Regions from separate parts of the Ovis aries genome. Here region 2 is linked to region 1. Evidence: chromatin contacts called from public Hi-C data. All regions are on one chromosome and are shown on one strand. Each heading gives the region's core, a stretch centred on a gene start, on an enhancer-like site or on the middle of the called end of the contact. The rest is flanking DNA. Distances are from core to core; before and after follow the strand shown.

The links. Hi-C and Micro-C count contacts between places; a contact is called where the count stands out from the background.
Region 2: a Hi-C map of liver shows a contact between it and region 1, with 7 times the contacts expected there. The contact joins two enhancer-like sites. A contact is called at or near these places in 2 of 16 Hi-C or Micro-C datasets (both in liver).

What each region holds. Positions count from the first base shown.
Region 1 is chr5:51,921,822-51,928,803 of ARS-UI_Ramb_v3.0, reverse strand. It overlaps ARHGAP26 (Rho GTPase activating protein 26), which reads right to left. Exons shown (of 22, transcript XM_012178665.5): 21 at 976-1,067. Among named protein-coding and RNA genes, the nearest start is that of NR3C1, 190 kb to the left of the region's middle. Within about 2 kb of position 4,268, at least 6 of the 54 cell types and tissues checked have an H3K27ac peak or open chromatin away from gene starts, as enhancers often do. A contact at or near this core is called in liver, where this site is marked.
Region 2 is chr5:52,573,654-52,580,914 of ARS-UI_Ramb_v3.0, reverse strand. No RefSeq gene overlaps it. Among named protein-coding and RNA genes, the nearest start is that of TRNAC-ACA, 150 kb to the right of the region's middle. Within about 2 kb of position 1,729, at least 1 of the 54 cell types and tissues checked has an H3K27ac peak or open chromatin away from gene starts, as enhancers often do. A contact at or near this core is called in liver, where this site is marked.

The DNA.
Region 1 (6,982 bases), core at 3,019-5,518:
CACCTGAGGTCCAGGAGGGAGGCCCAGAGCATGTCCAGTTCCTGAAACCAGGCAGCTGGTTTTTGCTTCCTCCTTTGAGCAAAACAAACAGACCCTTTCACCCAGGCATCTAGAGGGATTAACCCCCAAGGAGAACTACATCTGGGGAAATCTCAGCCACAACAGAAACTTGGGCCTTTCCCCAGAATCCTGATTTTTCTCTCAAGGCCAATAGTAAGTTATGACACATTGGGACATCAACTTCATCAATTTTCATCTTAAAAAATATTCCCTTTTTTTTGAGGGAGGAATACAAACAAATGCAACAAGGAAATGTTGTATCAAGCAAGCCCGAGGCCCTTGGGGCAGGGGCCTGTATCCATTTTCCTGCAGGAATGCCTGTGCAGGACAGCTGGCGCTTGGCAGGGGTGGTTTGACTCTGGGGTCAACTTCCCGCTCCCGGCAACACGGGAAGGACGAGAAGGGACGCAGCACAGCTTTTTTGCCCTGAGCTCACCCGATGCCCCAAGCCTACCAGACCATCTCAGAAACCGGCCTCACCTGCCATGGACAGTGAATCCCCTGGAACCCCAGAAGACAGGCATAGATCCTGCAGCCGCAGCCCCCCACCCAGAGCTTCTGCCCCCTTGCAGGATTTCTGTTCTCCACTGCTTTGTCTCCCTGCCCTGTCCAGCCCCCTGATGCTCAAAGCCTGTGCACGGACCATCACATTCAATGCCCATGATGTCTCCATGACACCGCCCTGTCTCCGTGAGGAGGCGACTCCACTCTCCTCTCTTGACAGTGACTCCTTGAGCTCTGCAGCTGTTCTCCCACTGTGGGAAAAGACCCCCCCCCCGCCCACCACACACACCCACAGTCCTTTTCAGTCTTACCTGTTCTATGGAAATTTTCCTTAGGTAGAAGCGACTTAGCAGCAGCAGCAGCAGCAGAAAGCAACTTTGACAACTCCAGTTATTTATTTGAAAAACTCACCATTATCGAAGACCGTCCCTGCTGTGAATGAGAGCTCGGAGTCGTGTTCTGCTTTGCAGGCATACAAGGCTTTTGCCTTCCGGAATGGTGTGCTGGGGGAAAACAGTTTAATGAGCATTTTTAAAAAACCTCCTGCAAGATATTTCATCTCTCTTCTTCCCCTTCCCTGCAAGCGGCCTAGCCCTCTCTTGTGGGAAGAGCCTGACAAGGCAGCCAGATGGCAAAACATGAGGTAGGAAAGTCACAAAGGTCACCAGAGTAAAAACAAGAAATAGGCAGAGAAGAGCCATGAGCCCGGGAAAGACACTCTTCTTGTGGGGTCATCTTGTGCCAAGTCAAAACTTGACCTGGGAGTCACAAGAGCTGAAAAGTTGGGAGGGCAGGCTGGGCCCCATATGGGGAGTAGGACTAGCTGGGGAGTAGGGAAGTGAAGGCAGGAAAAGAGCTTCCAAGTTGCTCTTGAGGACACTCCCAGCAGACCCTGCTAAAAGCCGCAATGCTCAAGGAGTTGAAAAGGAGAAATTCAAGCAAAGATGGGTCTGGGCTCCAGGCCCAGGCTGACGTTAGCTCTTGCAGATGTTACTTCTTTTTCATTGGGCTGGTGGAGCAGGATTCCAGAGTTGGAACTCCCAGACCCCCAGGGCAGGGCAGGGCAGGGCGGGGAGCAGACAAGGTGTGGGCATGAGCACATGTGTGCATTTGCGCGCGTGCGCGTGTGTGTATACGAGCATACGTGTGTATACGTGTGTGGGGATGAAGAAGGGAGAAGGGACACTGTGGCAGTTTTTTGTGCCTTTCTCATTCAAGGAGTGCTGACACTCGTGAATCAGAATCACTTCAAAAAATGCAGATGTCTGGGTTCCACCCTGACGTGCAGATACCAACATTAGTATTTTTATAAAGCTCGCCAAGTGACTCTCATGAGCAACGATGGCTAAGAACCATTCTTCTAGACCAGGGGTTGGCCAACTCCCTCTGTAAATGGCTAGACAGTAAAAATTTTAGGCTTCATGGGCCATACGGTCTCTGCTGCTTCTATTCAACTCTGTACTGTAGCATGAAAGCAGCCGCAGACAAGATGTACATGAAACAGTTTGGCTGTGTTCCAGCAAAACTTTATGCTTATCAAACACAGGGGGCAGGCTGGATCTGACCCAGTAGCTACAGTTTGTGAGCCCATGTTCTAGAGTACAAGTTGCGAGCACTGCTAAATCAATTTTTGTTTTGATATCCAACCAGTTCCAACGGATCTATGACTTCTCAAAGGTCATAAGAAAATGGATGTTTAGCAGTCAAAGGCTGGCTCTTCATTTGCTGAAAGCAACCTCTTTCTTCTTCTAAGCTATCTAAGGAAGCATATTTAGGGGCTCCAGGGTAGAGTAGCCGAACAGCAAGTAGTCGTCTGGGTTAGACAGTTATTCAAGAGATATGTATTATTTGCTTTACCTTTATTTGGCTAATGAAGGGCCTCAAGGACCCAGGGAGGCTAAACCTCCATTTCGAGTCACTGAGTGAGATTTAGTAGAGGAATGGTCTCAGGTAATCTGACATGATCAGAAGGAGCAGGGCATTTTCAATCACTACAGAACTGTTACTCTTGGAGTCACCAAGTCCAGCTTCCCTCTGGGAAAGAGGCATCATCGATGTTTGGAAACCTATACAATGGCCAAGCATTTAAAACTTTTAGTCTTGGTTCCATGAAAACTGAAGGAAAGGTGACGTACCAGGTCTATTGTGTGGATAAATGGCTATTCAGAATTTGTTGCTGAGGTGCAGTTTACTGGTGTTTTCTCTGGTCTTCTAGTAACCAGGAAATAACCGGGTGGGAGGAAACTGGGCAAGTGGGAGAACATTAAGTGGGTTTGCTGGGAGTGGAAGGAGGAAGAGCCTTTAGAATGTATCAGCTCCAGCTGGAAACCAGCTCCTCCTACATAATTATCATTAGTGTTAGGATTAAGTTCAGGACAAGGGGCAGAGGCTGTGAATCTAACAAAACCAAGTCTATGTGTTGACCACCAACGGCCAAACAGCCAATGTGGGATTAAAGTTTTATTGTTTTATTTTGCTGTTTTTTGTTTTTTTTTTGCTTTTGATGGAATGGGGAGCAGAGACCATCTGCTTGTGAAAAGTGTTAAAACAACCAAAATTCTGAACAGACAGGCAAGGGAAGCCTGCAATGACATGAACATGGAAGGAGAACGCAGTGGCCATGAGCCAGGGTCATTGTCCCTGGAGGACGGGGCAGGTGGGGGGAGAGGCCAGGGACCAGGGACGGGGAGATAAAAGGTGAGGCAAAAATCATCTGAGGCAAGGCTTCTCTGGCTGGGTTTTCATAGAGGTTACTTATTAACCTCCTCAAATACAAGGAATGGGACAAAACAGGGACAAGCCAGGGAAATCAGCTGGAGTACCTGACAGGAAGGAAAGAGGGGGAATACCTCAGATGCCTAAGATTGTCTTTCAAGAGGAGTAAATTTTTCACTAATATCTGGTTTGGGGGATTTAATAACAATAACATTCAATAAAGCAGCATATTAAATATAAGAACAAAGTTCAGGAGAGAATCTTGCTTTTGTTTCAAATTAAAAGGTGACTGACAGTTTACAAGAGGGCTTCCTTCTACCTCCATGGCACGTGCACCAAGAATGGGAGAAAGGATACAAGGGCTGCTTCTAAAAGGAACTACTCCTGCTCCCCAAGACGAGGGCTGGCAAATAAGACACGAGGCAGCTAGTTAAATCTGAAGTTCAGATCGACGAGGGATACTATTTTAGTGTATGGCCCAAATATTGCACAGGATATACTTAAAAAAACGTTTGTGGTTTACAATTCAAATATAACTGGATATTCTGAATCTTCATTTTATTTGCTAAATCTGGCAGCCTACGCAGGGGAAAGTTTTCTGTTTGTAAGAATTTGCTAGACTGAGTCCCACTGAGTCCCAAAGAGTCCCATGTCACACTCTCTCCTTATCAAAAGCCTTGAGCAGTTTGCATTAGGTAGGGTTTCTACCAAAACAGATCCTGTTGGCACACAGGTTTTATTTGTAGGCTTTGGCTCTGATTAAAGAAATACAAGATCTCCACTTTGGTTCTTCTGCTCCCTACTCTCTGCAGAGCACCTCTACCCTGGACACAGAGAGCCTGGGGTGCCTGTGACTCTTCTGCGATGGTGCCCTTCAGACCTCAGTGGGGCCTTCAAGGGCACAAACAAGCTTGGAACCTTCTGCTAGTTCATTTTTAATTTTCACCTCTGAGCATGGCACAGGGCCAGGAAAGCACTCAGAGGAGTTTCCCTCAACTGCCCTTGCAAGCTCTGCAAAATGACAACCCACTATCTGCACTGTCCAGGGAGGCGGGCTCAGCTAGACTGGCGAGATGCAATAGTCTGATCATTTTGGCCTAATTTCCAGGAGCCCTTGTGTGATTCCAAGTTAGGAATTTGGTGAGGAGCTTTTCTAGGGGTGCAAGTGAAAGTAAAGGGAACACTCCTCCAGTCCCCTTTCTCTGCTGTGCTGTGCAAGGCATCTCCATTCCTGAGCTTGAAGTAACAAGCAAAGCAATGCTTTGAAGAGGGGGGACCAAACCTCTTCCAGAGAAGTTTATATAGAAGTTCATGGGCCCATTCATTAGGTCTAATTATGTTTTTATTTTTAAAAGCTCTGTCTAGGGAAGGAAATCTGGAACTTCATGTTCTGAAAGTGCATTTGGGGGAATGGTTCACTGGACCTGACAAATGGGTATATGCCCCCACCTCTTGGCTGCATATTGCAACAGCAATTTCGGGATTTTTGCCCTCTGTTCGCTGGCTCCCCGCCTGTGTCCCCATCCATGCTCACTTTGGCACACATGGTCAGCTCAATGATAGCCAATTCTAAGTCCTACTCTGTCTTGCCTATTTCAAAATGGCAGCGTCCTACAGGGCTGTGCAACAGCATCATCCAAATGGTGCATTACAACAACGGCCAGAGTGAATGGGCCTGAGTAACCATGAACCCAGACACGTGGGGTGTGCAGATTCTGCTGCCACTGTCCTCTGCCAATCTGGAAATACTCTGGAAAAGGAAAAGCTAAAAGAGTAAAACCTGGAAATTCCTGGGTGACAGGAGTAGAGAGGTGGAGATACCGGACAGGCAATAGGGCCCCAAAGCTTAGAGATATAGAAAAATGAAAACCGTCAAAGCAGAGCACATTTCAGTCTTTTTTAGCTGAATTATTCTACTGTCCTGAGTCCCCCCAACCCATTCTATTCAAGGGCCAATGTTCTGAAGATTTTACTTTCTTTTGATCAAAATGAAGGAGCCACATTTTGGCTCTGGTTCAGGTCTTCATGGGGCAATCAATGATCTAACCAGAACAATTCAAGCCATATATCTGGTGTCCTATAAAGTTAACATCTCCCAGAATGTACCTAAGAAACAAGTAGGAGATAATCTGAGTGTCAAGAAAAGTATAATCTGAATTTTTACCTTATTCCCAGGGTGAGGATAAAAGGATATAGTGAAAAGCTCTCTCTTTCCCATTTTAAAGGAAAAAGCTAGACATAAAACCTAGGAAAGCAAGCCAGGCTATCGGGCTGGGAAGCATGAAAACTCAAATCTGGGGCTACCCATGTGTTTGGAGGAAAGAGTGCTGGTTGAGGGCAAGAAGTCCTGAGTTCTGGATTGGACCTCATGAGCCATGTGACTGCAAGCCACTTCTCTGTGCCTTAGTTTTCCTTCTCTGTAATATGGTTCAGGCCATTTCTTCTCTCATTCTCATGTGAAGATACAATGAAATGATAGGTATGGAAGTGCCTGGAGGAGAATAAAGTAATGTGTGTGCCTGTGTGTGTGTGTGTGTGTGTGTGTGTGCACGCGCTCAGCTGTATCCAACTCTTTGCCACCCCATGGACTGTAGACCACCAGACTCCTCTGTCCATGGAATTTTCCAGGCAAGAATATTGGAGTGGGTTGCTATTTCCTACCACAGGGGATCTTCCTGACCCAGGGATTGAACCCACACCTCTCACACTGGCAGGCAGACTTTTACCACTGTGCTACCGGGGAGCACCCACATATGTATGTGGGGCTTCCCTGGTGGCTCAGACGGTAAGGCGTCTGCCAGCAATGCGGGAGACCCGGGTTCGATTCCTGGGTCAGGAAGATCCCCTGGAGAAGGAAATGGCAATCCACTCCAGCACTCTTGCCTGGAGAATCCCATGGACAGAGGAGCCGGATAGGCTACAGGCTACAGTCCATGGGGTCGCAAAGAGTTGGACACGACTGAGCGACTTGTACATATATATAAATAGCATGGTGTTTCTTTTTTTTTTTTAAAGTGAGACACAGCTTTATCGATTATTTAAGCCTCTCTGCTGGGCCTCCCCTTTGGAGAAAACCAGCTATGAGTAAAAGATGGATGAGAAAACACTGCCACGGCCTGAGGTACTGATGAAGCTTATAAGTAGGCTCTGTGTTTGGGCTGTCTGAAAGCAGAGCCTATCACTGCAAGATACACACATGCTGGGGACATACACAGCAGAGGGACTCTGCAGAATCCTCATGAATTTTTTTGTAGCATTTAAACAGCTTCTTTTTTCCAAAGAACTCAGATACAAAGAATTAAGTCTGCATGTCATCAAAGCAGGGAAAAACTACAGCCTGGGCCTTGGAGGGAGGAATTAGGTCAACCCTCAGAAAGAGGTTTTACCTGTTCCCATAAGAGCTAAGGGTTTATGACACCTGGAGACAGACGCAGGCTGGGAGCATGAGGGTTCCTGGGACTGCATGGAAGGTAAGGAACAATTTATTCTGTATTATATTTGTCTCTCTCCTAACTGGTCTGGGTCTCATCATCTAGGTATCAATATTCATGGCCAAAAACCCAACTCCACGAATAAATGTTGCCTGATGCTACCTGATAAAAATGAGGGAAGAAAAGGCTGGCACGTGTCTCAGCACTGTTCCCCTTGAAATTATCTTGTGCTAAAGCACAGAGAGCCTCCTGATTCAGAGAGCAATCTAAAC
Region 2 (7,261 bases), core at 480-2,979, 650 kb before region 1:
AGAGTTTTAATAACTGGACTCTGGGAATAACTGATGAATAATGTTGAAAAACATTAAGCCAGTATTTTTCCTGATACTGTATATTTCTTGGCAGCTTTCCAAAGCAACTCCATGAAAGGGGCCTTTTATTTTAGAGCCAAGCCTATCTAAAATAAGATGATTCTTTTAAGAACAGTTTTTCCATAAGCCCGGGTTTTAAGAGTAAGAATATCCAATCTCACCCTCTTCATGACTGAGTTAAGGAAAGAGATTTGAGAAAATTTGTTCTGTGACCATGACTCTGGGTATTTAAAAAAATCAACAGGGAGCTTTGAAAATAGATAAAAATCTAAACTGTCAACATAGCCACACTGATAGACAAGGTATTACCATTATGGCAATACCTCTCTAAGCTATTTGTTAAGCTGGAAACTTTCAAACATGATGGGGATTCATCTCAGATTATCTACTAGCAAGTTGACAGCATATTGTAGTAGATTTTTAAGTTGTCTCTACCCAATTTGCAAGGACCCCCTATAACTGTTCATTTAAGCTTGAATGGTGGGTCCCTGGCAGGCAGTTTATATTTTATGATTCTCCTAGCCCTCTCTGCCACCAGCCAGCCAGATTCTCTTTCCCAAAAGTTTAGGATTTAGACTAAAAAATATGGTTGAGTCTGGGCCAGTAAATGGAAGAAATCTGTCATTAATTCTGGAATCCCCACCTTCTATTATCATGTGTATCAAGAAGAAGAAAGAGCCTGACAGAAAAGCTAATGCAGAGAGATAAGCAGAAAAGGGAGATGAAAGAGGGGTCTTTACGGTTTCTGGTTCTGGTGATTTCCTGAAGCCTGGCTGAGTTCTTGACTTTGGGGTCTTTATGATAGATAATCTTCTCTATCCTTATAGCAGATACCCCATTTTTACTTACCTTAATCTGAATAGAATTCTATTACTTGCAACAAAAGTTCTAACTAATGCCCATGTTAAGAGTATACATTTAAGGAGAGGTCAGCTTTGGGCTTCCCTGGTAGCTCAGCTGGTAAAGAATGTGCCTGCTTTGCAAGAGACCCCAGTTCAATTCCTGGGTCAGGAAGTTCTCCTGGAGAAGAGATTGGCTACTCATACCCCCTCTAGTATTCATGGGATTCCCTGGTGACTCAGACGGTAAAGAATTCTTAACCATTGCATGTAAGGAAACCTGCAATGTAGGAGATACGGATTCAATCCCTGGGTTGGGAAGATCCCCTGGAGGAAGGTATGGCAACCCACTCCAGTGTTCTTGCCTGGAGTATCCTCATGGACAGAGGAGCCTCGTGGACTACAGTCCACGGGGTCGCAAAGATTCAGACACAACTGAGAGACTAAGGGCAACACAGCACACAACTAGGTACAGAGGAGAGGGAGGAAAGAGGAAAGAAAACAGTCATTGAAAATTCTTTGTGTCAAGCAATTTGGTAAACACTTTAAAAATTATTCTTACCCCTCAAAGTATCTCTAAAAAATGGATGTTATTTTCCCTCACTTTTTCAGGTAAGAGATCTGAATTTCAGACATTCATTCTTGAGTCACATGGCTAGCTGGTAGCAGATCTGGGGATTTTACTCAGATTTTGGTAGCTTGGGCTGGACTTTGGCCTGACTTTGACAAATAACAGTTACCTTGATATTGGTCAATCTTGAGCAAGCCACTTTACCCTATTTGAGCCTTTCTTTCCCTTTCTGAACATGAGCAACTTGGGTAAATATAATATTACCTGTTCCGTTCCAAGTCTAATAGCACAGTGTCATTTGATGGACTTATTTAGAACAGTGCTTCTCAATATCATGGTGCTTAGCTGGGGGGTTGGGGGAGTGAGGAGAAGGCAGGGGTGAGTTATATCCAGGCCTCCTTGGGTGTCTTCTTAAATTGTAAGCATCCATCATCTCCTTTCCCTCCCCAGAAGCTATAGTGAGGGTGAGATAGTTGTAAGTAACAGAGCAGGGATTTGAACTCAGAGATATCTCATCATTTCATCATACCACTGCCCTCTCTTTACTATACTTATTGAAATGTAGAAGAAGCTCATTTTTTTCAACTGAATTTTGTTAATTTTGACCATAAATAACTAATGTGTCCTATTTTGAGTGCTTTGCACATTTTAGAATTAGTTTGCCCATTGCTATTAAAAGTCTCTCTGGTATTTTTATTGGAATTGTACTGAATCTATAGATCATTATAAGGGTATTGCTATCTTAATAATATTCAGTCTTCAAATCTATAAACATAGTGTACTTCTCAATTTTTTCAAAAATCTTCTTGAATTTCTCTTAGCCCTGTTTTTTGTTTTCAGTGTAAAATTTTTGTATGTCATTTTTTATTTCAGTTCAGTCACTCAGTCGCATCTGACTCTTTGCAATCCCATAGACTACAGCACAGCAGGCTTCCTTGTCCATTGTCAGTTCCCAGAGCTTGTTCAAACTCATGTCCATCGAGTTGGTGATGCCATCCAAATAACTCATCCTGTGTCATCTCCTTCTCCTCCTGCCTTCAATCTTTCCCAGCATCAGGATCTTTCCTAATGGGTCGGCTGTTTGCATCAGGTGGCAAAAGTATTGGAGCTTCAGCCTCGGTCCTTCCAATGAAAATCCTCTGCCTTTTCTAAATCCAGCTTGTATATCTGGAAGCTCTTGATTCACATACTGTTGAAGCCTGGCTTGGAGAATTTTGAGCATTACGTTGCTAGCGTGTGAGATGAGTACAGTTGTGCAGTAGTTTGAACATTCTTTGGCATTGACTTTCTTTGGAATTGGAATGAAAACTGACCTTTTCCAGTCCTATGGCCACTGCTGAGCTTTCCAAATTAGCAGGCATATTGAGTGTAGCACTTTCACAGCATCATCTTTTTGGATTTGAAATAGGTCAACTAGAATTCCATCATCTCCACTAGCTTTGTCCGTAGTGATGCTTCCTAAGGCCCACTTGACTTCACATTCCAGGATGTCTGGCTCTAGGTGAGTAATCACACCATCATGGTTATCTGGGTCATAAAGATCTTTTTTGTATAGTTCTTCTGTGTATCCTTGCCACCTTTTCTTAATATCTTCTGCTTCTGTTAGGTCCATACCATTTCTGTCCTTTATTGTGCCCATCTTTGCATGAAATATTCCCTCAGTATCTCTAATTTTCTTGAAGAGATCTCTGGTCTTTCCCATTCTATTGTTTTCCTCTATTTCTTTGCGTTGCTCACTGAGGAAGGCTTTCTTATCTCTCCTTGCTATTCTTTGGAACTCTGCATTCAAATCGGTATGTATTTCCTTTCCTCCTTTGCCTCTAGTATCTCTTCTATTCACAGCTATTTGTAATGCCTCCTCAGACAACCATTTGGTCTTTTTGCTTTTCTTTTTCTTGGGGATGATCTTAATCACCACCTCCTGTACAATATCATGAACCTCCATCGATAGTTCTTCAGGCACTCTGTCTGTTACATCTAATCTCTTGAATCTATTTGTCATTTCCACTGTATAATCGTAAGAGATTTTATTTATTTTTAAAAGTGGTTTTCCCTACTTTCTTCAATTTAAGTCTGAATTTGGCAATAAGGAGTTCATGATCTAAGCCACAGTCAGCTCCAGGTCTTATTTTTGCTGACTGCATAGAGCTTCTCCATCTTCAGCTGCAAAATATAATCACTCTGATTTTGTTATTGATCATCTGGTAATGTCCATGTGTAGAGCTGTCTCCTGTGTTGTTGGCAGAGGGTGTTTGTTATGACCAGTGTGTTCTCTTGGCAAAACTCTGTTATCCTTTTTTTTTTTCCTTCTGTTATCCTTTGCCCTGCTTCATTCTGTACTCCAAGGCCTGAGTATTTTATGTTCCTAAGGACTATTGCAAATAATATTATGCTGAGTTCATATTCTCCAATTGTGTGTCACTAATATATAGAGATATGACTGACTTTTTTGTATTAAAATTTTTTCCTTTGACCTTATTATACTAGAATTTTGTTAATTAATGACACAAGAAAATTTGGATATGAAAAAGAATCTCACTTTGGAGTCAAACTGACAAAGTATACTTGGTAGGCAAAATAATGCCTCCTCCCTCAAAGATAGCCATATCATAATCCTTAGAACCTATGTGACTATGTTAGGTTACATCTCAGTAGAGAATTGAGGTTGTAGACATGATTAAAATGGTAAACCCAGTGCTTTTGAGAGGGGGATTATTTTGGACTGTTTGGGTGGACCTAATGTAATCAAGAGTTGTTAAAAGTGAATGACGAGAGCTAGAAGGAAATGTAAGTACAGAAGAAAGAATAGAGAGATGAAATGTTGGCTTTGAAGGTGGAGGATGGGGCTATGAACCAAGAAATGCACAAAACATCTAGATGCAGAAAAAAGCAAGAAAATGGAGTATTCTATAGACCTTCTAGGGAAAAAAAAATATAATCCTGCCAACAGTTTGGTTTTGGCCCAGTAAGGCTCCTGTTGAACTTCTAACCTCAAGAAATGTAAGATGATAAATCATGTTGGCTTAAACCATTAAGTCTGTGATAATTTGTTCTGTTAGCCATGGAAAACTAATACAGTGTTGTTCCAAGTCACCCTCTGTTCATGGAACCTGCCCCATGCTGGCATGCTGCAAATAACCAGCTTTGGAATCAGGAGCACTACACGACTGAGCGACTGAACTGAACTGAACTGATGTTGCAAAACTGAAGAGTCTTCAGAAAAGTTTAAAAGCAGATCATAAGCATTGACAAAATGGACGCTAGATAAACAGAATACTTGGTGGATGCCATGTGGTAATGGCTAACCAGAGGGATTTGTAGGAATAGAGGAAGCACCACTTGAGAGGATGTCTTCTAGTGAGGACAGGCAAGTCAGAGTCTGAAAGACATTGTAAGTTTTATGTATATGATCCCATATGTAGCCCTGTGTAGGTGAGACCAAATGACTTGGGTTATACTAATAATAATAGTTAAGTAAACTAATATTTGTTAATATTTTAAGTGTTTTTAAGTATAATTTGGAAACATTAAAAGTTGGTCCTATAAGGAGATCATCCTTGAATATTTGTATTCCAATATCTTGAGCAGGGAAATGAGGTAGACTCAGCCCCAAGCCTGTCCTCTCTCTGCTGTGTACATCATGGTGAGCTCCCACCATGGAAGATTCATTGACAAGTATAGTGATTATAGATTATTGTCATGTGTTTAAGTTGTGATTTCAATATGCGTCCTGCTATTTCCTTTTTGGCCCATGTCTATATTTTTAGTAAAAAATAAAGAAAGGATAGATGAATAAAATATAGTATATTTTTATCTTCAGTATGTCAGTAAGAATGATGCTATAAAGTTTCAATTAACAATAAAACAGGAGCTACAAAGGCCAAATCATAAATAAAGTGAATTTGAAATAACATTACTCATCAGTTCAGTTCAGTTCAGTTCAGTTGCTCAGTCATGTCCAACTCTTTGCGACCCCATGAATCACAGCACGCCAGGCCTCCCTGTCCATCACCATCTTCCAGAGTTCACTCAAACTCACGTCCATTGAGTCGGTGATGCCATCCAGCCATCTCATCCTCTGTCGTCCCCTTTTCCTCCTGCCCCCAATCCCTCCCAGCATCAGAGTCTTTTCCTATGAGTCAACTCTTCGCATGAGGTGGCCAAAGTACTGGAGTTTCAGCTTTAGCATCATTCCTTCCAAAGAAATGCCAGGGCTGATCTCCTTCAGAATGGACTGGTTGGATCTCCTTGCAGTCCAAGGGACTCTCAAGAGTCTTCTCCAACACCGCAGTTCCAAAGCATCAATTCCTAGGCGCTCAGCTTTCTTCACAGTCCAACTCTCACATCCATACATGACCACAGGAAAAACCATAGCCTTGACTAGATGGACCTTTGTTGGCAAAGTAATGTCTCTGCTTTTCAATATGCTATCTAGGTTGGTCATAACTTTTCTTCCAAGGAGTAAGCGTCTTTTAATTTCATGGCTGCAGTCACCATCTGCAGTGATTTTGGAGCCCCCCAAAATGAAGTCTGACACTGTTTCCACTGTTTCCCATTTATTTCCCATGAAGTGATGGGACCAGATGCCATGATCTTCGTTTTCTGAATGTTGAGCTTTAAGCCAACATTTTCACTCTCCTCTTTCACTTTCATCAAGAGGCTTTTTAGTTTCTCTTCACTTTCTGCCATAAGGGTGGTGTCATCTGCGTATCTGAGGTGATTGATATTTCTCCTGGCAATCTTGATTCCAGCTTGTATTTCTTCCAGCCCAGCATTTCTCATGATGTACTCTGCATAGAAGTTAAATAAGCAGGGTGGCAATATACAGCTTTGACATACTCCTTTTCCTATTTGGAACCAGTCTGTTGTTCCATGTCCAGTTCTAACTCTTGCTTCCTGACCCACATATAAGTTTCTCAAGAGGCAGCTCAGGTGGTCTGGTATTCCCATCTCTTTCAGAATTTTCCACAGTTTATTGTGATTCATAGTAACAAGTAAAAATGTGTCAGTATCATGTGATATTTGCCTCCAAAATGAGTTTTATCTATTGCTTATTCTTCAGTATTATGGTTGGTCATGTTATTTCTATTGCTTGTGGAACAGAAGTCTGAAATAAAAGCTTAAAAGTTATGTGTGTGTGTGTATATATATATATATATATATATATATATATATATATATATTCACATTTCCTCATGGCTCAGATGGTGAAAGAATCTGCATGCAATGTGGGAGACCAGGTTTCAATCCCTGGGTCAGGAAGATCCCCTGGAGAAGGGAATGGCAACCCACTCCAGTACTCTTGCCTGGGAAATCCTGTGGACAGAGGAGCCTGGCACACTACAATACATGGTGTCACAAAGAGTCGGACCCAACAGAGCTAATAACACTGTACACATAGACACACACAAACACACACTCATATATACTTGTTTTTTGCTTACAAATGACAATTTGGAAATAACAAATGATCAGTTTTATAACTCACATCTTTAGAACATATTTTTGTTAGTTATTCACCTCAAAAGAAATCCATATGCTATTTAACATTTTACCAGTAGAGAATATATGGATGACAATGTCTTCTTTCATATGAGTTTCTGAGTTAAGGAAGCACAGTTGGAAATGGCTGATTTATAATGGCACCAACAAATTCCATTTCCATTTTTTGCTTTCAGTCTACTCAAAATTTATTGACCATTTCCACTATGCCAGGCACTGTGTGAGCAAGGTGCCAAGGATATAGAAATGATTAAAATACAGTTCCTTTCCTCAAGAAGTCCATGCTGTT